Linked DNA regions of Sus scrofa: regions 1, 2, 3 and 5 are each linked to region 4. Evidence: chromatin contacts called from public HiChIP or PLAC-seq and promoter capture Hi-C data. All regions are on one chromosome and are shown on one strand. Each heading gives the region's core, a stretch centred on a gene start, on an enhancer-like site or on the middle of the called end of the contact. The rest is flanking DNA. Distances are from core to core; before and after follow the strand shown. Region 1 holds the start of AGMAT (agmatinase, mitochondrial). Region 2 holds the start of PLEKHM2 (pleckstrin homology domain-containing family M member 2). Region 3 holds the start of DNAJC16 (dnaJ homolog subfamily C member 16). Region 4 holds the start of SZRD1 (SUZ domain-containing protein 1). Region 5 holds the start of TMEM82 (transmembrane protein 82).

Region 1 (3,884 bases), core at 516-3,015, 670 kb before region 4:
GGCCCTGCTGTTCCCCACCGTAGCCCAGGAGAATGTGCCAGCTCCCGGGCCACCCAGGGTTCAAAGGGCAGAGTTGCCCTGAGGATCTCAGGCAGGGGGGAGGGGCCCCAGGGACTGGGCTGCTCTCCCCCCTGCACCCTTTTCTGGACTTCAGCCTCTAGCTCCTTTGGTAAATAAAGCCCAGGCTCACCACTCACCTCCACCCGCACTGCCCCAGGTGTGTCTGTGCCTTCCTCCCCCCAAAGCCAGGCCTTTATCAGTTTCTTCTCCTAGGGTTTTTGTTTTTGTTTTGGACTATTTAAACATTTTCTTAAATTTTTTTTTATCAAAGTATAGTCGATTTACAATGTTGTACTGATTTCTACTGTACATCAAAATGACTCAGTTATACACACATATACATCCTTTTTAAAAATATTCCTTTCCAGAGTTCCCATCATGGCACAGTGAAAAGGAATGTAACTAGAAACTATGAGGTTTTGGGTTTGATCCCTGGCCTCACTCACTTGCTCAGTGGGTTAAGGATCTCTCGTTGCTGTGAGCTGTGGTGTAGGTCACAGACGCAGCTCAGATCTGGCATTGCTGTGGCTGTGACTTGGGCCAGCGGCTGTAGTTCTGATTAGGCCCCTAGCCTGGGAAACTCCATATGCCATGCGGCCATAAAAAGAAAAAAAAAAAAAAAAAAAAAAAGAATCCTTCCCATTATGGGTTATCCAAAGATCTTGGATATAGTTCCCTCTGCTATATAATAAGACCTCACTGTCTATCCGTTTGGCAACCACAGGTCTATTTTCTATGTCTCCCACAGTAATATTTTTAAAACCTGAAAGATTTCAAGGGGAAAGACCTTTCTTTAAGCAAGAGAAATTGGAGCTTTCTTTTTTCTTTTTCTTTTTCTTTTTTTTTTTGGCTGAGCCCTGGACATGTGGAAGTTCCCAGGCCAGGCATCAAACCTGAGCCACAGTAATGACAACTGCTGGATCCTTAACCTGCTGAGCCATGAGGGAACTCCCAGAGCATTTTTTTAAAATAGTGTACTAAGAAATGTCTGGGTGGGAGTCTCAGGAAGCAGTCTTTCTAAATAACCTTTTTAAAAAAGGCCTTAGAGGCGAGCCCACGAACCTGCAGTTCTCCATACCTTTCAGGGGAGAAAAAGGTGATTCGTAATGAAGTTATGTGAGCAGCTTAGGTTGAGACTGCAGCTCAGATCTGATCCTTAGCCTGGGAACTCCATATGCCTTGGGGCAGCTAAAAAAAAAAAAAAAAAGTATAAAATGCTCAGTGTTCCCTGATAGCTCAGCGGGTTAAAATCCGGTGTTGTCACTGCATCAGCTCAGGTGCTGCTGTGACATGCACTCCATCTCTGGCCAAAGAACTTCCATATGTAGCAGTCTTGGCCAAAGAAATTAAACAATAGGGAATTCCCTTTGTGGCTCAGCGATAACGAACCTGACTAGTATCCATGAGGATGCAGGCTCAATCTCAGGCCTCACTCAGTGGGTTAAGGATCTGGTGTTGCCATGAGCTGCAGTATAGGTCAGATCTGGCATTGCTGTGGCTGTGGTGTGAGCTGGCAGCTGTAGCTCTAATTCAACCTAAGGCTGGGTGGCTAAGCCCTGCAGCAGGACTCTCTGGGTGCAGGGGAAGTACGCCCTTGCTGCATGCCCGTGCCGGCCCTTAGGCCTCGGACACAGCCAGAAACCAGCAGCTGCAGCATCCTGCCCCCGTGCCGGCCCTGCTGTTCCCCACTGTAGCCCAGGAGAGTGTGCCAGCTCCCAGACCACCCAGGGTTCAAAGGGCAGAGTTGCCCTGCAGATTCAATCCCTGGCCTCCCTCAGTGGGTTAAGGATCCGGTGTTGCTGTGAGCTGTGGTGTAGGCTGGCAGCTACAGCTCTGATTCAGCTCCTAGCCTGGGAACTTCCATATGCCACGAGTTCGGCCCTAAAAAGCAAAAAATAAAAAATAAAAATTAACAAATAAAATGCTTGACATGAAAGAGTTTGATTGGATTCAAAATCCATGAATAGGGGACTCTTCTTTCCCCTCTCAGCCTGTCCTGGGAGCTCTTTGTTTTCCTGTAATAAAGACTTTGCTTGCTTGCTGCCTGTGTGTTCACAAAGTTCATTCTTCAGCTCCGCAAACTAGAACCCGGATTCCAGTAACATCTTTCTGGCATCGTCTTTTGCAGACTCGTCTGGGATCCGATCCAATCCACCAGCGCTCACAAGAAGGTGTCTGATTCCCTGCAAGATCGCCAGCAGCAGATTCACACCATGTCGCATCCAGCTCCAGCGTTTGGAGCTGCCCTCTGGAACTGGTTGACCTCCTCCTCCTGGTGGAAACATTTGCTCACCAGTCACCACTGTGATCTTGATCCTTTTTTTCAGACCCTGTGTAATTAATTGTATTTCTCGCTTCATGACATCCCGATTAAAAGCTATCAACCTTCACTGGGAACGATGTCTAGTCACTTATGATGGAGCACAATAATGTGAGAAAAAAGAATATATAAATATACATGTATGTGTAACTGGGTCACCATGCTGTACAGTAGGAAAAAAAAAAAAAAAGTTAAGAGCTATCAACCTTCAAATGGTGATAGACGAGGTACCCAGTGTTATGTATGGAAGCCCACTTGACCATCCCATGAGTGGAGAGACCTAACTGATTTCCTCTAATGATGCCCCTTGTCAGCAGGAAGCAGTCAGAGCAGTCCGCCCCACCCCACCCCACTGCCACCCCCGCTCCTGCAGTTAGAGTCTCTTAACTCCAGAGGGGGGATCGAGGCAGAATAATAACTCAGGTAGTCAGTGTAGGAGCATAGGCTTCGATGCATTCTTTGATATGGCTATATATTTTTTTTTTTGACTTTTTAGGGCACACCTGCAGCATATGGAGGTTCCCAGGCTAGGGGTCTAACTGGAAATACAGCTGCCAGCCTATGCCACAGCCACAGCAATGCCAGATCCGAGCTGTATCTGCGAACAACAACACAGCTCAGAGCAACGCAGGATCCTTAACCCACTGAGCGAGGCCAGGGATCAAACCAGCAACCTCAGGGTTCCTAGTCGGATTTGTTAACCACTGTGCCCCAACGGGAAATCCCATAAATTTTTTTGATGTTAAAATTTCTTTCTTTCTTTCTTTCTTTTTTTTTTTTTTTTTTTTTTTTGTCACAGTGTGTTGCTACCTGATGTGGAATCTTAGTTTCCAAACCAGGGATTGGGGAGTTCCCGTCGTGGCGCAGTGGTTAACGAATCCGACTAGGAACCATGAGGTTGCGGGTTCGGTCCCTGCCCTTGCTCAGTGGGTTAACGATCCAGCGTTGCTGTGAGCTGTGGTGTAGGTTGCAGACGCGGCTCGGATCCCGCGTTGCTGTGGCTCTGGCGTAGGCCGGTGGCTACAGCTCCGATTCAACCCCTAGCCTGGGAACCTCCATATGCCGCGGGAGTGGTCCAAGAAATAGCAACAACAACAACAACAACAAAAAAAAAAACTTTTAGGAACCAAACCAGGGATTGAACCAGGGCTGCAGTGGTAAAAAGGACGAGTCCTAATCACTAGATCACCAGGCAACTCTCTAAAATTTCTTTTCAAATTTGTATTACCTAGGAGTTTCCTGGTGGTTCAGCAGGTTAAGGATCCAGCATGGTTGCTGCTGTTGCTTGGGCTGCAGCTGAGGCACTGGTTCTATCCCTGGCCAGACAACTTCTGTATGCTGCAGGCACGGTGGGAAAAAAATCCTTTTTCAAAAAAACTATTACCTATCTGAGTTTCTTTCTTTCTTTCTTTGCCTTTTTAGAGCCGTACCTGTGGCATATGGAGGTTCCCAGGCTATATGGGGTCAAATTGGTGCTGTAGCTGCCAGCTTACACCAGAGCCAC
Region 2 (3,643 bases), core at 965-3,464, 590 kb before region 4:
GGAGGCTGAGGGAGGGGTAGCCTGAGCAGAGAAGAGGGAAAACTGGGGACCTATAGTTGAGAATTGAGGTATCTTAAGACTAAAAAGGGTGACGATCATTTCACAACACATACACATTTTTTTCATGTTTTTTATAACGATTTTTATTTTTTCTGTCATAGTTGGTATAGTGTTCTGTGAGTTTTCTACTCTACAGCAAAGTGACCCAGTCACACACACCCACACATATACATACATTCTTTCTCTCACATTATCCTCCATGATGCTCCATCACAAGTGACTAGTTCCCAGTGCTATACAGCAGGATCTCATTGCTTATCCATTCCAAAGGCAATAGTCTGCATTTATTAACCCCAAATTCCCAGTCCATCCCAATCCCTTGCCTTCTCCTTTGGCAACCATAAGTCTATTCTCCAAATCCATGAGTTTCTTTTCTGTGGAAAGGTTCATTTGTGCTATCCGATTCTAGATATGAGTGATATCATATGGTATTTTTCTTTCTCTTTCTGACTTCACTCAGTATGAGACTCTCTAGTTCCATTCATGTTGCTGTAAATGGCATTATTTTGTTCTTTTTCGTGGCTGAGTAGTGTTCCATCGTATACCACATCTTCTTAATCCATTCATCTGTCGATGTACATTTAGGTTGTTTCCATGTCTTGGCTATTGTGAATAGTGCCGCAATGAACACATGGGTACATGTGTCTTTTTCAAGGAAATTTTGTCCAGATATATGTCTGAGGGTGGGATTGCTGGGTCATGTGGTAGTTCTATATTTAGTTTTTGGAGGAACCTCCGTATAGTTTTCCATAATGGTTGTACCAATTTACATTCCCACCGACAGTGCAGGAGGGTTCCCTTTTCCACACCATCTCCAGCATTTGTTATTTGTGGACACATACACATATTGAATCATTATGTTGTATACCTGAAACTAATGTTATATGTCAACTCTAAAAAAGTAGAAAATATAAATACAATGACTATATATTGACATTTTAGAAGCATAAAAAGGAGGAATCAATGAATGTATCCGGAATACATTTATTTGGGGACCAAATGAGTAAGTGAGCCAGGTAGGAGACTGAAAACTCCAAGTGTAGGTGGCTTCAAAACATGGTAAATTGGAAAGGAATCCACTAGGAACCATGAGGTTGCGGGTTTGATCCCTGGCCTCACTTAGTGGGTTAAGGATCCGGCATTGCAGCATTGCCGTGAACTGTGGTATAGGTCGCAGATGGGGCTCAGATCCTGCCTTGCTGTGGCTGTAGTGTAGGCCGGCAGCTGTAGCTCCGACTCCACTCGTAGCCTGGGAACTTCCATATGCCATGGGTGTGGCTCTAAAAAGCAACCCCCCCCCAAAACAAAACAAACAAAAAAAAAACATGAACGAAACCCCACATGGTGAACTGGGGAAGGGAGTAGGGGAGGGAGGAGAAGGGGAATTGTCACCGGTGGGTTTCAGGGCCAAGGGGCCCTTAGGATCTGTGAAGAAGCAGGAAAAGGGTGGGAAGGGGCAGGGCATTAGGACTGAAGGTGAGGGAGGGGCACCGAGGATCCGACGTGGCCTGAAAGTTTAGGACTGGGCGGGGAGGGTGGGAAACCCAGGAGTGGAGGGGCTGGGTCCTCTGGGCTGGCCGGCGAGGTCTGTGGGCAGGTCCGGGTGGGGCTGTCTCCAGGCTGCCAAAAGCCGGGGGGCCTGGGTCTCTAGGTTGAGAGCCAGGGCCCGAGCATCGAGGGGGGGCCTCGGGGCTAAGGAAGGGCAGGGCACAGGTGGAGCCTGGGCCGAGGGGTCTCCAGCTCCCCGGGATCTGAGGGGGGCCTCCGGGGGCCCCGGTCGGGGGAGGGGGCTCCCGGGTCTCGAGGAGGGCTGCGGGACCTGGGTCTGTGGGCGACCGGAGGCCCGAGGTCTGGGGGCCCCAGGGGGGTCTCCGGGGCCCGGGGGCTCCAGGGTCCCGGCTCGCAGGGCGCTGGCGCGGCGCGGCGCGGGCGTCCCAGCCCGACCGCCGGCCTTGGCGCCGCCCCGCCTGACATCAGTTCCTGCCGCCGCCGCTGCCGCTGCCGCCGCCGCCGCCGCCGCCGCGCACAGCCCGCGGCCTCCTTCCCCGCCGGCCGAGCTCCGGAGCCGCCGGGCCGCGGCGGAGCGAGGGGCCGGGCGAGGCGAGGGCCGGGCGGCGGGCGCCGGGCCCCGCGGCCGGCACGACGGAGCCCCCGCACGGCCGGCGGCAGCGGTTGGCGGCGGCCCCGGGGCCCCGGCGCGGGAAGCGGCGGCGGCGGGGTGGCGGTGGCGGCGGCGCCATGGAGCCGAGGGAGGTGAAGGACCGGATCCTGGAGAACATCTCGCTGTCGGTGAAGAAGGTGAGCGCGGCCTGCCCTCCCTGACTCCGGCCCCGGCCCAACCCGGCCCGCCTTGCCGGGGCCCCCGACCCCATCCAGCGCCCCTTCCTTCCCTCGGGTCGCTCGCCCAGGCCGGGGGTCCCTCCTGTCACGGGGGCTCGGGACTCCGCCCTTCCCCTCCTCGACCCGGGAGACCGGGAGCTGCCAGGACCCCGGGGCCGATGCAGGGGAGGCCGGGTGGCTCACGTGAGCGCCGCTGCGTCCGAGCTATTTTTAAAGAACTAAGTTGAGGTCAGCATCCTGGGAGCTTTCACGGGCCAGCCCGGGGGCCCTGCGTCACTTAGAGGGGCCGCCACCCGCCAGTGCCCCCCTCTCTGTGGGAAGCAGCAGAAACGCCCTGCGAGGGCCCCACCTGCCGCACATCCCTGGGCAGCATCACTGCATCCTCCATCTCCCCTGGGCTTGCGCCTCCGTCTCCGGAGTCGACAGTCTGAGTGAGGGCCCTTGATAAGCAGCTTCCAGTCTTCCCAGTTCTGGATGACATTGCCTCCGATCCTGGGGAGTTCCTTGAATAATCTTGCCCAAGGATGGCAGTTTTGAAGAGGCTTATTTCAGCAGTTTGAGAACCCAAAGTACCTTGCGTTTTGGACCATGACCTGTGGGACTAAGTGACGCCCGGGAGTGGGGGGCACCCTGCAGTAGAGATGGTGTCTCCATTCCAGATAGAGGAAAAATATTACCTATGGAGGGTATGTACTTGTCTGTACGAGGGAGTCAGTTGATTTGAGAAAGGGTCAGAGAAGGTAGAATTAAGATTTCCTTAAAACCAAACCAGAATGGACAATCATTTGAGGAATATTGTTGGATTGTTTTCCTCATTGGAATTCCTGGTTCAGCTGATAGTCTCAGAAACTGGGGGCGGTGGTGAGGGGATGACTTGAGGGGTGAGGGGAGGTGCCTCAGAGTAGTTTAATCAATCAATTCACCAAAACCCAAATGAAGAGAATTAAATCAATCATTGTATTTAAATAGCCCTATTGGAGTTCCCGTCGTGGCGCAGTGGTTAACGAATCCGACTAGGAACCATGAGGTTGAGGGTTCGATCCCTGCCTTTGCTCAGTGGGTTAACGATCCGGCGTTGCCGTGAGCTGTGGTGTAGGTTGCAGGCACGGCTTGGATCCAGCATTGCTGTGGCTCTGGCGTAGGCCGGCAGCTACAGCTCCAAATGGACCCCTAGCCTGGGAACCTCCACATGCCGCGGGAGCGGCCCAAGAAATAGCAAAAAAAAAAAAAAAAAAAAAAAGTT
Region 3 (4,151 bases), core at 1,416-3,915, 730 kb before region 4:
GCTGCAGCAGCTAACAGTGTACTCTGATGGTGCAGGCGTGGAACCGCTTCAGCAAAACCCTCGAAAAGGTCTTTGGGGTTGTTTGGTCCCTATGTGCAATGAGTGGGCTCGACACCCTGGAGGAAAATGGGGTTCCCTCACAATGGTTCCCCAAAGGGAGCAAATACAGGGTGGCACAAACAGCGGGGTGCGGGTGGGGGAAGGGCGAGAGATCGGCCATTAAGTCACAATGTGGCTTCAGCAACCCTCTCCGCGCAGCCTCGCTGTCCCTATCTGTGACCTGAAGTCAGTGCGGCGCCGAAGCTTGGGACACTGGATGGGAGTAGGGTTGGGGGGGCGCACCTGGATGTCCTCGATCATGTCAGGGGTGAAAAGCTCACGGTTCAGCAGAGCATCCCAGAGCGAGGCCACCTGCAGCTCGCGGACCAGCCTCACCCGACAATGCCGCAGGACCTGCCGGTCAGCCTCGTCCATGGTGGGCAGACCTTGGTGGTGGGTACCCAGGCCGTCTCCGTCCGCTTCCGGGCTTCGGCCGCCGCGCCCCGCCCTCTCCCCAGGACCCGCCTTTGGGGCGGCCACCAGATTGCGCCCCGCCCCCCAAACGCCGCACGCCCGGGAATCTCGCCCCCAGGCACCGCCGCGGAAGCCACTAACCCCGAAACCACCTCTAGGTCACCGCTCCGCCCCCAGTCCTCATCCCCGCGTCAAGGTCCACTTCAGACCAGAATTCACTACCACTTCGCTTTCACAGAGACTCGGAGGGGGTCACAGGATTGGCCTGGAGTCATGGTCTGTCCCGCCCCGTTCAACACTCTCCCAGGCACAGCTCCCCTCTAGCCCCCTCCCCTGCCCCAAAGAAACCGTAAGTCCCCGCCCCCGTGCCTCTTCCGACCTTGACTCATCCAACCAAGTCCACCTTACAAGGTCTTCCATTTCCCTCTTCCTTCTCTCCCACGCGAGCACCTCCCACAAAGAGAAAAACTGGTAGGAATCTAGTCCTCTGAACATCTAGTTCATTTCCTCATTTCAAAAACTGCTCTGGAGTTCTTGTAGCTCAGCGGGTTAAGAAACTAACTAGTATCCATGAGGATGCAGGTTCCATCTCTGGCCTCGCTCAGCGAGTTAAGAATCTGACGTGGCTGTGGCTGTGGTGTAGGCCTACAGCTGCAGCTCTGAATCAACCCCTAGCCCAGGAACTTCCATATGCTGTGGGTGCAGATCTAAAAAAAAAAAAAAATTTGCTCCTATGTCAACTATATTTAATTTCACAAAAAGAAAAACTTCTCACAGAAAAAACAAAAATACCTCCCAAATTGCTCCTGTTTATTAAGCATTTGCTAAGCCTCAGCCATTGTGCTAGCCATTTTACATAGTAGTATCTCATTTCTCCCTGACTCCAATCTACCAAGGAGATAGTCCTTTCCCCTCATTTTCTAGATCTGGACGTTGGGGCTCAAAGAGGTGAAGATCACAGAAGTAGTAAGTGACAGAGGCGGGAGGATTTAAACCCGAACCCGACCAAAAGTCCTCAGCAACTGGGAATCCTCTTGAGGATGTATTCTCTGGAGCAGCTAAACCTCATCCCCACTCAATGATTTATTCCACAAATATTCATTGAGATCCTTTCTGTGCCCAGGTCTGTGCAGGCACCAAAAATACAGAGGGTGAACAAAACAGACAAAAAGCCCTGCTTTTAGATGCTTACATCCCCTTAGGAGGAGACAGGCGATAAACAATATAAATAAAAGATATAGTAATGTTGGATAGTGATAAATGCAAAGGAGGCAAAGAGTCAATAAAAGCAGAGCGGGGAATATGAAACCTCTTTCCTTATGTCCCCCAGGAACCTACGTCACTGATTCAATGAAAGTTTACCTCATCTGTAAGCGAGCAATGGTTAGTGAGAGACCTTTAGTGGTCCTGTTCAGCCATTGGTCAGCATTGTAGTGAGTCCTCTCCCCCAAGCAAGTGCCAGTGTGATGGTTGGCCCCGCCCCCTGCCCTTTCTCAGCGTAGAAGGAGCCTTAGTTCGGACTGAAGCAAGACGGTTTTTTTTTGAGACACTTGTCCGCCACCTTCAGCGTCTGCTAGCTTTCTGGCTGAAAACTAGTGTCCATGAGGATGCAGGTTCCATCTCTGGCCTCGCTCATTATTCCTTGCCCCAACAACTTGTCTCCGAATTTATTGCCCCGATTTGCTTGGAGCAGAGCAAACTTGAGTTCGGTAGCACATTCATTTGTGCCTCTCCCCCACCGCCCCCACCGGCATCATCACACACATCCGTTTTCCGTGCTTAGGACAGGATCTGGCACCTTCTAGATTGGAGCTCCCTTTTTGGTAAATGGGATTAGGAGTCCTGGATACTAAACCTTGGGCAAGTCCTTGCCGGTCTCTGGGCCTCAGTCCACCACCACCAACACCATCAGCATACGGAAGAGCTGGACTAGAAAGGATCCCTAAGGTCCCTTCCAACTCTGACATTGTAGGATTCTATGAATAGGGTTAAAGAGATCTGGGACCAGCGATTGCTTCCCCACCCTAGCAACTGTTGCTAGACGAGGGCCATCTCCTGGTACAAGTGGAAACTCCTCCCTGCATCGGGGAGGTCTTTTAGCATCCCATCAGGCATCGCGACTTCGCCTCTCTAGGAAGCACGTTTTGGACTCTTTGGTCCGCGACCATCCCTTTGGATCCAGTCGAAGAGCGCGCCTCGTTCCTATGGCAACCGCGCCGGGTCCATGCGCAGACGGCGGGTGACAAGGGTCAAAACAGACTCGCAAAATAGACGCCTTGGACCGGTTCAGTCCGCGCCCTCGGTGCGCCGGGCCTTTAAGCGTCACGTGACTACCCTCCAACTCGTCGCCCCTCTTTCCCTCCCCAGGTCCCGGCAAGCGCTGGTTTGGACCGGAGGTTCCCGGCCCGGCGGACTAACTGGAGCGTGGACGCTGCAGCCGGTTAGGCTGGTGCCCTTTTCCGGTAACTCCTTCTCCGCGTGAAGTGCTGAGCCGCGGACGCGGCGGGGCCGGGCAGACTCAGGGATTTCCTATTAGTTCCTCTTCGTTCCCGGTCCCCGCTGGGCCTAGCGGGGGAACCGGAGCCAGTAGGGCCCGGCCCTGGGCTCTCGGAGGCAGCGGGGGAGGCGGCCGTCTCCTATAGGTTTGCGACCTTTGGTGGGAGCTCGAGGCTGGGCTCAGACCTAAGCATGCCTCTGGGATCAGCTGCTTGATCCAGGTGATACTGCCCGAGGGCGGTAGCCTACCTGTTGGGCAGGTTGTTTCCTGCCCAGAGGCCGGCATGGTCGAGCTGTCAGCAAAGGAACACAGCCCACTGGCACTTGAGCCTTCTAACTGGAGGCAACTGACACAGTTGAATAAGGCACTGGTTGCACTGCATAGTAGAAGTTAATGGTAATAAGTATCAGTTACAGGCTGCTGACCCTGTGCTCAGTAAATACATTACGTACATTTAACTCCCATTTAGATCTTTCAGGGTGGTATTGTTCAACCTCATTTTATGGAGGAGTTAACAAGTTTTAAATAGCTTGTCCAAGGTCGTAAAGTGATGGAGGACAGATCCCAATGTTAGTTAGTCTGATTCCAGAGTCAATGTGCTACATAACTTTCTCCATTTTTAGCGTGCCATATATGTTTTGTAGGATAGAATAGGTTATAGGTTGCCTTTACAAAGAAAATAATGGTATGTTTTAGATTTTCATTCAGCATGTTTGCAGTCCTAAACATTGACCATCAGATTAGTCAATTTTGTGAGGACTCCAGGCAGCATTTAGAATTCCTACTTGTCTAACTCCACTCTTAGAGTTTACCTCTTAGAGTTTACACTCTTAGAGTTTACCTCTCTTTCGATAGTGTCACATTAGATACATGATCCATAAAACTCTAGTGATTTCTGAGAAATCAGGATATCACATGGCGTTCCCATTATGGCTCAGTGGTAACAAACCAGACTAGTATCCATGAGGATGCAGGTTCAATCCCTGGCCTCGCTCAGTGGGTTAAGGATCCGATGTTTCTGTGACCTACACTGCAGGTCACAGACACAGATGGGATCTGGCATTGCTGCGGCTGTGGTGTAGGCTGGCAGTTGCAGCTCTAGGTTGACCCTTAGCCTGGGAACGTCCATATCCCATGGGTG
Region 4 (3,559 bases), core at 620-3,119:
GTAGAAGCCTTAGCACCGCCTGCAGGAAGAGCCCCGTCAGAAGTCACGGGAACTTCAAGAGGTGCTGAGGGAGGGGCTACCGGAAGAGGTGCGGAGAGAGGGGCTATGGGAAGAGGTGGTGCTGAGGGATGGGCTACCGCACCAGGCGCCCGCAGAGGCAGTACTGGAACACCTTCAGGCTTTGACTCGGGTAAAACGGGCTTTTTCTGAGGTTCAACCTTCTGAACCATCATTTTAAAGGTCATATGCAAATTTATCCTCTTATATAAAGACATAAATGATTCTACATATGGAATTTCGCCCCATTTTTTCTCTCTCTTACAAAATGAGTCCAACTGTGTAATAGTATTATAGTTCAAAGACCCATTCTTGGGCCATTTTTCCCCAGATTCCAATTGATATTTGGGCCAGACATGGTTACAAAAGGAAATCATTTTCTTCTTTTTCATAGACTTAGAGCTATACAGTGACCAACCTTGAAGAACACTTTTCAAGGGACTGCCGTCAGGTATACTGTCATAATTCCCCATTTTGAAAGGGTTTTTTTCTCAGGATGACCACAGCAAAATGACATAAAACAGATATATTAGAAGTGTGGCTGTGGTCATCCAATAGTTAACCCCAATTCCTAATAAACAAAATAGTTAGACAAATCCAAAGGCCTGGGACTCTAAACCCGATCTTTTGAGTACCTCAGCCGCTGTAACCTTTTATACTGTCTCCCTTAGACAGTATAGGGATTGTGAGTCTAACCCACAATCCTGGTGAAATTATATTAAACAATTTAGGCACAAGCGCAGTTAAACGAGGTTACTCACCCAAAAGATCCAGGAGCTGTTTCTTTCCCCAAAAGTGAGTAACGTAGAGAAGCCTGGAGCGCCGCAGCGGCGGGAAGCAGGAACCCGACAGCCAAGCCTCTAGACAAATTCAGTCTAGGTGGCCACTCAGGGTCGGTGGCGAGGGCCTACACCCAGCCGGGGGCTACAGTGCCTCAGACAGGCGATCGCAAGACCTTGGTCCCTTCACCGTCGCCAGAAATTCTTACCAGAACGGACCATGTTCACTGCCTGGCGCCCTTAGAAGCCAATACTACGGCACCAACTTTTGAGAAAAGAAAGAGCTTTATTGCGAGGTAGCAATAAGGAGGCAGGAGGCAGGGCTCAAATCTGTCTCCCCCGTCCCAGCCAGGGTTTGGGGCAAAATTTAAGGGTTAGGGAAATTTCAAAGTTGGCACAAGTTGATTGGCTAGTTTTCAAAGCAGTCCATATATGGTAAGCAAGGTACGGTGGGGGGCTGGAAACCGGATTTTCCTCCACAAAAGACTTCTTGCTACGCCTGGTAAAGGATTCCGGGGGCAACATTTCTATTTGAGTTCCCTAAACTGAAGATTCTTAGTTCCGGGGTCCTCCTGGAAACAAGAGTTCCCATCTCGCACATGAGCAGTGCTGCCTCTATAAAATACCTCAAAGTCTGATTAATCAACAACCTATTTAAGGAGTCAAAACCAGTTTAAACTGGACAGTGTTATGTCCGCTATTTCACTTTGTCGAGGTATACATATGTTTTCAAAATTTTGGAAAAAACCATAATCTGCAGCTTAGGAAACTACACCTTAAAAGAAAAAAAAGAGTAATTTCCTGCCCTTGGAAAAGATGGTTCTAAAGAACACACTTCCCATACTAAAGAGGATGACTTCACAGGGACTCCCATTCGGCAAGAGAAATGACACATTGCCCTTAAGAAAAATGGCAACTTTATGCTTTCCCTTTTCCAAGATGGCTTCCTTGACGTTCCTGGGCCTTGGCCTGGAGCCTCTTCCGGGCTTGACAGGGGGCGGGGTTCATTGAGCAAAGCCCTGCGTGCCGGCGCCCGCGACCAAGGCGCGCTTCAGGACGCAGGCGCGGGGAGGGGGTGGGGGAGGAGGGAAAGCGGCGAGTAAGATGGAAGATGAGGAGGTCGCTGAGAGCTGGGAGGAGGCGGCAGACAGCGGGGTAAGGAGGAGCCGCCGCCCCGGGGCTGGGCCGGGCGGGACCTGGCGTGAGGAAAGCCTCGGGGGAGCGGGTCTGGGGATGGTTCTCCCTGAGGAAGGGCCCCACACGCCGGGCCGGGGGTGAAGGAGAGGCCCCCGGTTCCTGAGCTCGGTGAAGGCCTCTTAAAGGGGCCACGTTCCATTTCTCCCTGCACTTTTGCCTGGTGCTCTTCCTTCCACTCCCTACTCCCTACCGGCGTGCGCGTCATCCGGGGCGCCCCACCCGCCACTAGGACCTCTTTTCCTGGCGCCCGCTAGCCCGCCCCAGGCGCCTTTGACCCGACTCCTCTTTTCCCTGTCGGTCCCCTGTGCAAAGCACCATTTTAAAGTTCATGTGCTCCGACTAGGAGCGACACACCACTTGGCGGGGGCGGGGGGTGGGGGGAGGGAATGCGCGGACCCAGGAGGCAAATCTGGCCCCGGAGAAGAGCAAGAGGAAATCGAGTCATTTCTGGGCATGCTAAAATCCCCCACCGCTTTGCGTCATCCGCCACGGTGGGCGAGTCTGGGTTTTTCCTCTTTTAATTTTACTGAGCGCTCTGGCAGGCTGGTCTCCCGGGGACCCTGCCGGAACAACCGAAAGCCTAGCGGCCAGCCTTTCTCCCCGAGGCGCACCCAACGATCCGATCACCGGGGAAGGGTCTCGCAGAGTGATTGCCGGGGTCGAGGGGGGAGGGGTGTGATATGTAAAGTAGCTGCATTCCTGGGAAGGGAGGGGAGAAATGGACCGTTCGACTTTGCTTTTCGGAGTTTTGTTTGCCTCCACAAGCTGTAGGAAACATACTCTGTTTCAAGCCGGAATAGTCAGTTCTATTAGGTTCGCGTTTAATTTGGTTTTCTCAGAGTTTGCGGTTCTGTGGTGATCCTTGTGAAGGTGGGGAGATGTCTTTTTGGTTTTGTCCTCCTCGTGTTCATTGTTCAGTTCTGGCTCGAGTGACATCCACCTTGAAGGTTTATGTGTCGGGAGTAGGGCGTGGAGAGCCGAGTGTTACCGGAATAGAACAACAGAAGGTGGGTTTTGTTTTTGTTTTTTTCATCAAGCTCCTTTGAGGGTGCTTGTCAGCGCTTGAAGAGACCAAGAAATGGATGCACTCCCTTAACATTCCCTTAATGTTGAAATTTTGACTTTGAAGTTTTTGCTGGTGGTGGTTCAAGCATTTCTCTCAAGGTGTTTTTTTCCCCACTTAGCATGATTGAGGATTTGAAGAATTGATTTCGTTCAGGAGGTATTTTGTATAGTTCTTACGGGCCAGCCATCTTTCTTGGATTTGTGGCTTGAGTAGGGAGAGCAATCGAAAGATTTTATAGAGGGCAACAGGTGTCAGCTAGGTATTTTTCAATCAACAAACATTTAGGAGGTCTGCCATGTGCTAGACAGAGTGCTTAGCAGTAATTTTGTGCTAGAGAATTCACAATCTCTGCCAGAGGCGTTTATTGGCGCCTGCCACAGGTGTGAGTGAATCATTCAGGACCCTTCATGCTGCTCCCTGCAAAAAAGTTTGGTTTACAGTTGGAATGACTCAAATGATA
Region 5 (3,780 bases), core at 560-3,059, 540 kb before region 4:
GAACTCAATGTGCCCGGCCCGGACGTGTGCCCTTGGCAAGGGCGGGGACCATGGGGGCTGGAGTGCCCCTGGGGGATCCCTGAACACCTGGAGAGGCCCTGGGGGGCCCTGGAGGCCGTGGTGTCCTCGCCTGTGTGAATCTTGCCAGGGCTGCCATTACAAAGGACCTCAGAAGTGGCGGCTTGGACAGCAGGAGGTTATTTTCTCCCAATTCTGGAGGCTGGAAGTCTGAGGTCAGGGTGTAGGCAGGGTTGGTTTCCTCTGAGGCCTCCCTCTCTCCTTGGCTTGTAAGTGGCCATCTTCTCCTAGTGTCCCCACATGGCCTTCCCTCTGTGTGCCTGTGTCCTAATCCCTTCTCATAAGGACACCAGTCATCCTGGATCAGGGCCCACCCCAATGACCTTGTGTTAACTCAGTTACTCCCTTAAAGAGCCCATCTCGAAACACAGTCACATTCTGAGGGGCTAAGGGTTAGGACTTCCACGTATGAATTGGGGTGGGAGAGGGGACATGATTCAGCCCATCAGCTGAGGGCTCTTACCAGGTCTCCTAGATGCCCAGTCCTGTGGGCGTTTGCAGCTCCTCAGGACCACTCTGAAAGGTAGCTCTGGAGGTGCCCTTTGCTCAGATGGGCAGACTGAGGCCCAGGGAAGGGGATGTCTTCCCGTGGGGAGTAGCACAGCTAGGTGTCCCCATTCCAGGCCCCTTCCCCAAGCTGCAGCCACACTCCCCCATGGGTGGGTTCTTAAGGCCCATACTGACTTTCGTGCTACAGAAGCGGGTCCCTGAAGGGGTCGGACAGGCAGAGGTCAACAACCTTCCCTGCCACACACCCCAGGTCTGCAAAGAGCTGTTCCCCAGAGGCACCCATATTGCACACTCCAAGCCAATAAATTTTCTATTTTTGTCTACTCCAATGACCCCTTCCTGCTGCCAGCCTCAGCCTCCCAAGCCCTGAACCCCCAACCTTGTCTCTCTCCTTTTGCAAAAAGGGGGACCAAAAGAATGGGGGCAGGGCAGCCCCACCCCTCAGGGCCGAGTGCCACCTAGTGGATGCTGGAAGGATCATTAAGGGGGACCCCTGTGGCACAGGAGAGGAGGGCCCAGAGCTGGACCCCCACCCCAGGCTGTCGGGGCCCAGACAGCCCCTTCCAGACCTTGGGCTGAGAGAGCAGAGCACCGGCCCAGGAGGTGGGGGACGGTCCCTCTGCTTCCAGACCTCAAGCTCAGACCTGCTTCCAGACCTCAGAGCAAACAGCGTGACCTCAGGCTGTGGGGGAATTGAAGTTCCCTTCCAGACCTTGGCTGGGGGGGACCCCACATTTCAGGCTGAGAGGGAGAACTCAGATAGAGGCTTGGGGACGACAGGTGAGGTGAGGCCTGGGGCTTCGGGGAGGTGCTGTATGGCAGGCCCACAGGAGGGCGAGAAAAGAGGGTGCCAGGCCATTCCCACTGTGGGGCAGCCTAAAGGAATCTGACTAGGATCCAAGAGGATGTGGGTTCGATCCCCAGCCTCGATCAGTGGGTTAAGGATCTGGCATTGCTGTGAGCTGTGGTGTAGGTTGCAGATTTGGTGCCGATCCTGTGTTGCTGTTGCTATGGCATAGGTTGGCAGCTGCAGTTCTGATTTGACCCCCTAGCCTGGGACCATCCATATGCTGTGGGTACAGCCCTAAAAGGGAAAAAGCAAAAAGGATAGGAGTTCCCGTCATGGCTCAGCAGATAGCAAACCCGACTAAGATCCATGAGGATGCAGGTTCGATCCCTGGCCTCGCTCAGTGGGTTAAGGATCCGGCATTGCTGTGAGCTGTAGTGTAGTTCCGATTGGACCCCTAGGCTGGGAACCCCCATACAATGCGGGGGCAACCCTAAAAGACACACACACAAAAAAATAAATAAAAGCAAAAAGCTTGTGAAAATAAGATTAATATTATTCTGATATTAAGAGGCTAATTGTACCAACAAAAAAAAAAGAAGGTGCCAGATTTGAGCAGAACAGAGAGCACCCAGAGATGCACCACCCCCCCATGCTGCCCAAGCGGGGAGCACCCGGGCAGGCGGCGCTCTCAACCCTGAGAGCTGGAAGGCCTAAAGCCCGGGCTCTCCTCCCCTCCCCTGCCCTCTGCTCCCCTGGGCTCCTGACCCCTCCCAGCCCCTCCCTTCGCCTTCAGCACCTTTGCCCAGCGGCGCTGACGCGGACGCTGCCTCCGCTGCAGACCTGGCCAGAGGCTGGGGCTGGATCCCGGCGGCCATGTTGTCCCCGCTGTCCCTCCCCTCCTGGCTCCCCAGCCTCCCCTCCCTCGAGTGGGGCTCCAGCCTCCTCGACGCCCTCCTGCAAGGTGAGCACCTCCCGCGGCCCCGCGGCCCCGCACCGTCCCAGGGTCCCCGTGGCGCAGTGCGGGGCGCACCCCACCACGTGGGCCTCCCCCGCCGCGTCCGCCCCCTCCTCTAACCTCCCAAGCCACCTACCCTCCCTCCTGCCCCCGCCAGGCCTCATCGGGGCCTGCGGAGTCTCGGTCTTAAGCAACCTCCTGAAGGTCTACTTCTTCGTGGGCTGTGCCAAGTAAGTGCCCACCTGCCCGACCCTGGCTCCCGCGCAGCAAATCTGGCCTCTGAGGGGAGGACCTGGGGGCATGAGACCACCCCCTCCCCAACCCCAAGGGTGTGGCTGGGGACACCGGCACCCCCTCCTGGGCCCAAGCTGGTGTTTCTGACCCTCTGCCCTCACCCCCTCTGATCCCACAGTGACCCGAAGCGGCAGCTGGAAAAGGAGCGGCTGCGGGCCCAGTGGGCCTTGCTGGAGACCGTGCACCTGGCAGGGCTGGCCCTGATCCTGACCATCGTGGGGGCCCGGGTGGCTGCCCTTGTGGTGCTCGAGTTCTCCCTCCGGGCTGTCTCCATGCTGCTTTCCCTGGACAAGGTGAGACCCCAGGGAGGTGGTGGGTGAGGACGGCTGGACCCTGGCCCTAGTTTTCACCCTGGAACACGGGAAGCTGGGCCCAGTTGTGATTTTGCTAAAAGCCACTCAGAGGGGACACAGTCCCAATCCAGGAAGATAAAGGAGCGGCTCCTGGATGTTGAGAGCTTCCCCTGAGCCAGGCACTGCCCTAGAGGCTTCCAGCGCCCCCTCTTCTCCCCACAACCACAGAGGGTGACTTTGCTGTGATCTGGATGGGAAGCTAAGGCTCAGAAGAGTTAAGTGGCTTGTCTGTGGTCAACAACCGGCAAGAAGAGAGTCAGGCTTTGAATCCAACACCTCAAGACTCTGAGTCACCACCCTTCAGCAAACAGATGAGTCCCAAGTAAAAATCATGATTGAAATTGAGCCGAGGAGTTCCTGTTGTGGTTCAGCATGTTAAGAACCCAACTAGTATCCATAAGGATGCAAGTTCAATCCCTGGCCTCACTCAGTGGGTTAAAGATCCCGTGTTGCTGTGAGCTGCAACATAGGTCGCAGACACGGCTCAGATCTGGCATTGCTGTGCCTGTGGCTTCAGCCGGTGGCTAAGGCTCTGATTCAACCCCTAGCCTGGAAACTCCCATATGCCTTGGGTGTGGCCCTAAAAAGACAAAAAAAAAAAAAAAAAAAGAGCTGAAAGAAATGATCCCAGTAGGGCTTTGCCCTGAAGGCTATATTCCTTCTTCTGGAAGGATTCCTGAGGTTCCTTCTGGCTCCAGCCTCCTACAGAGCAGAGCACCTGTAATTGACACCCTCTTGGTGCCCTATGGTGAGGAGTGGCCTGCACTCCCAACATCATGGCCCCTCTTCTGCCACCTCCC

What was found. Promoter capture Hi-C pulls out the DNA fragments that hold promoters and counts their contacts. HiChIP or PLAC-seq counts read pairs in DNA pulled down with a chosen protein or histone mark.
Region 1: a contact with region 4 is called in an H3K27ac HiChIP or PLAC-seq map of skeletal muscle, with 3 times the contacts expected there. The contact joins the promoter of AGMAT here to the promoter of SZRD1 in region 4. A contact is called at or near these places in 2 of 2 datasets of contacts at active chromatin or transcription factors (alveolar macrophages and skeletal muscle).
Region 2: a promoter capture Hi-C map of fetal liver shows a contact between it and region 4, with 3 times the contacts expected there. The contact joins the promoter of PLEKHM2 here to the promoter of SZRD1 in region 4. A contact is called at or near these places in 1 of 5 promoter capture datasets (fetal liver) and 1 of 2 datasets of contacts at active chromatin or transcription factors (alveolar macrophages).
Region 3: a contact with region 4 is called in a promoter capture Hi-C map of liver, with 9 times the contacts expected there. The contact joins the promoter of DNAJC16 here to the promoter of SZRD1 in region 4. A contact is called at or near these places in 2 of 5 promoter capture datasets (fetal liver and liver), 2 of 47 Hi-C or Micro-C datasets (heart right ventricle and liver) and 1 of 2 datasets of contacts at active chromatin or transcription factors (alveolar macrophages).
Region 5: an H3K27ac HiChIP or PLAC-seq map of alveolar macrophages shows a contact between it and region 4. The contact joins the promoter of TMEM82 here to the promoter of SZRD1 in region 4. A contact is called at or near these places in 1 of 5 promoter capture datasets (fetal liver) and 1 of 2 datasets of contacts at active chromatin or transcription factors (alveolar macrophages).

The regions. Positions count from the first base shown.
Region 1 is chr6:74,782,721-74,786,604 of Sscrofa11.1, forward strand. It overlaps AGMAT (agmatinase, mitochondrial), which reads right to left and starts at 1,766. Exons shown (of 8, transcript XM_005665032.3): 1 at 1,684-1,766. The coding sequence starts at 1,717.
Region 2 is chr6:74,862,902-74,866,544 of Sscrofa11.1, forward strand. PLEKHM2 (pleckstrin homology domain-containing family M member 2) reads left to right here and starts at 2,215. Exons shown (of 20, transcript XM_021095385.1): 1 at 2,215-2,358. The coding sequence starts at 2,299. It overlaps RSC1A1 (regulator of solute carriers 1), which reads left to right. Exons shown (of 4, transcript NM_213793.1-2): 4 at 2,433-2,475.
Region 3 is chr6:74,729,465-74,733,615 of Sscrofa11.1, forward strand. It overlaps DNAJC16 (dnaJ homolog subfamily C member 16), which reads left to right and starts at 2,666. Exons shown (of 15, transcript XM_021095383.1): 1 at 2,666-2,975. It overlaps CASP9 (caspase-9), which reads right to left and starts at 569. Exons shown (of 8, transcript XM_013998997.2): 1 at 343-569. The coding sequence starts at 474.
Region 4 is chr6:75,457,255-75,460,813 of Sscrofa11.1, forward strand. It overlaps SZRD1 (SUZ domain-containing protein 1), which reads left to right and starts at 1,870. Exons shown (of 4, transcript XM_005665044.3): 1 at 1,870-1,991. The coding sequence starts at 1,941. LOC100522143 (a long non-coding RNA gene) reads right to left here and starts at 1,703. Exons shown (of 2, transcript XR_303959.3): 1 at 819-1,703. It overlaps LOC110255192 (a long non-coding RNA gene), which reads left to right and starts at 2,448. Exons shown (of 2, transcript XR_002344914.1): 1 at 2,448-2,524.
Region 5 is chr6:74,913,519-74,917,298 of Sscrofa11.1, forward strand. It overlaps TMEM82 (transmembrane protein 82), which reads left to right and starts at 1,810. Exons shown (of 5, transcript XM_021095388.1): 1 at 1,810-2,563; 2 at 2,746-2,920. The coding sequence starts at 2,013. It overlaps SLC25A34 (solute carrier family 25 member 34), which reads left to right. Exons shown (of 5, transcript XM_003127638.4): 5 at 1-912.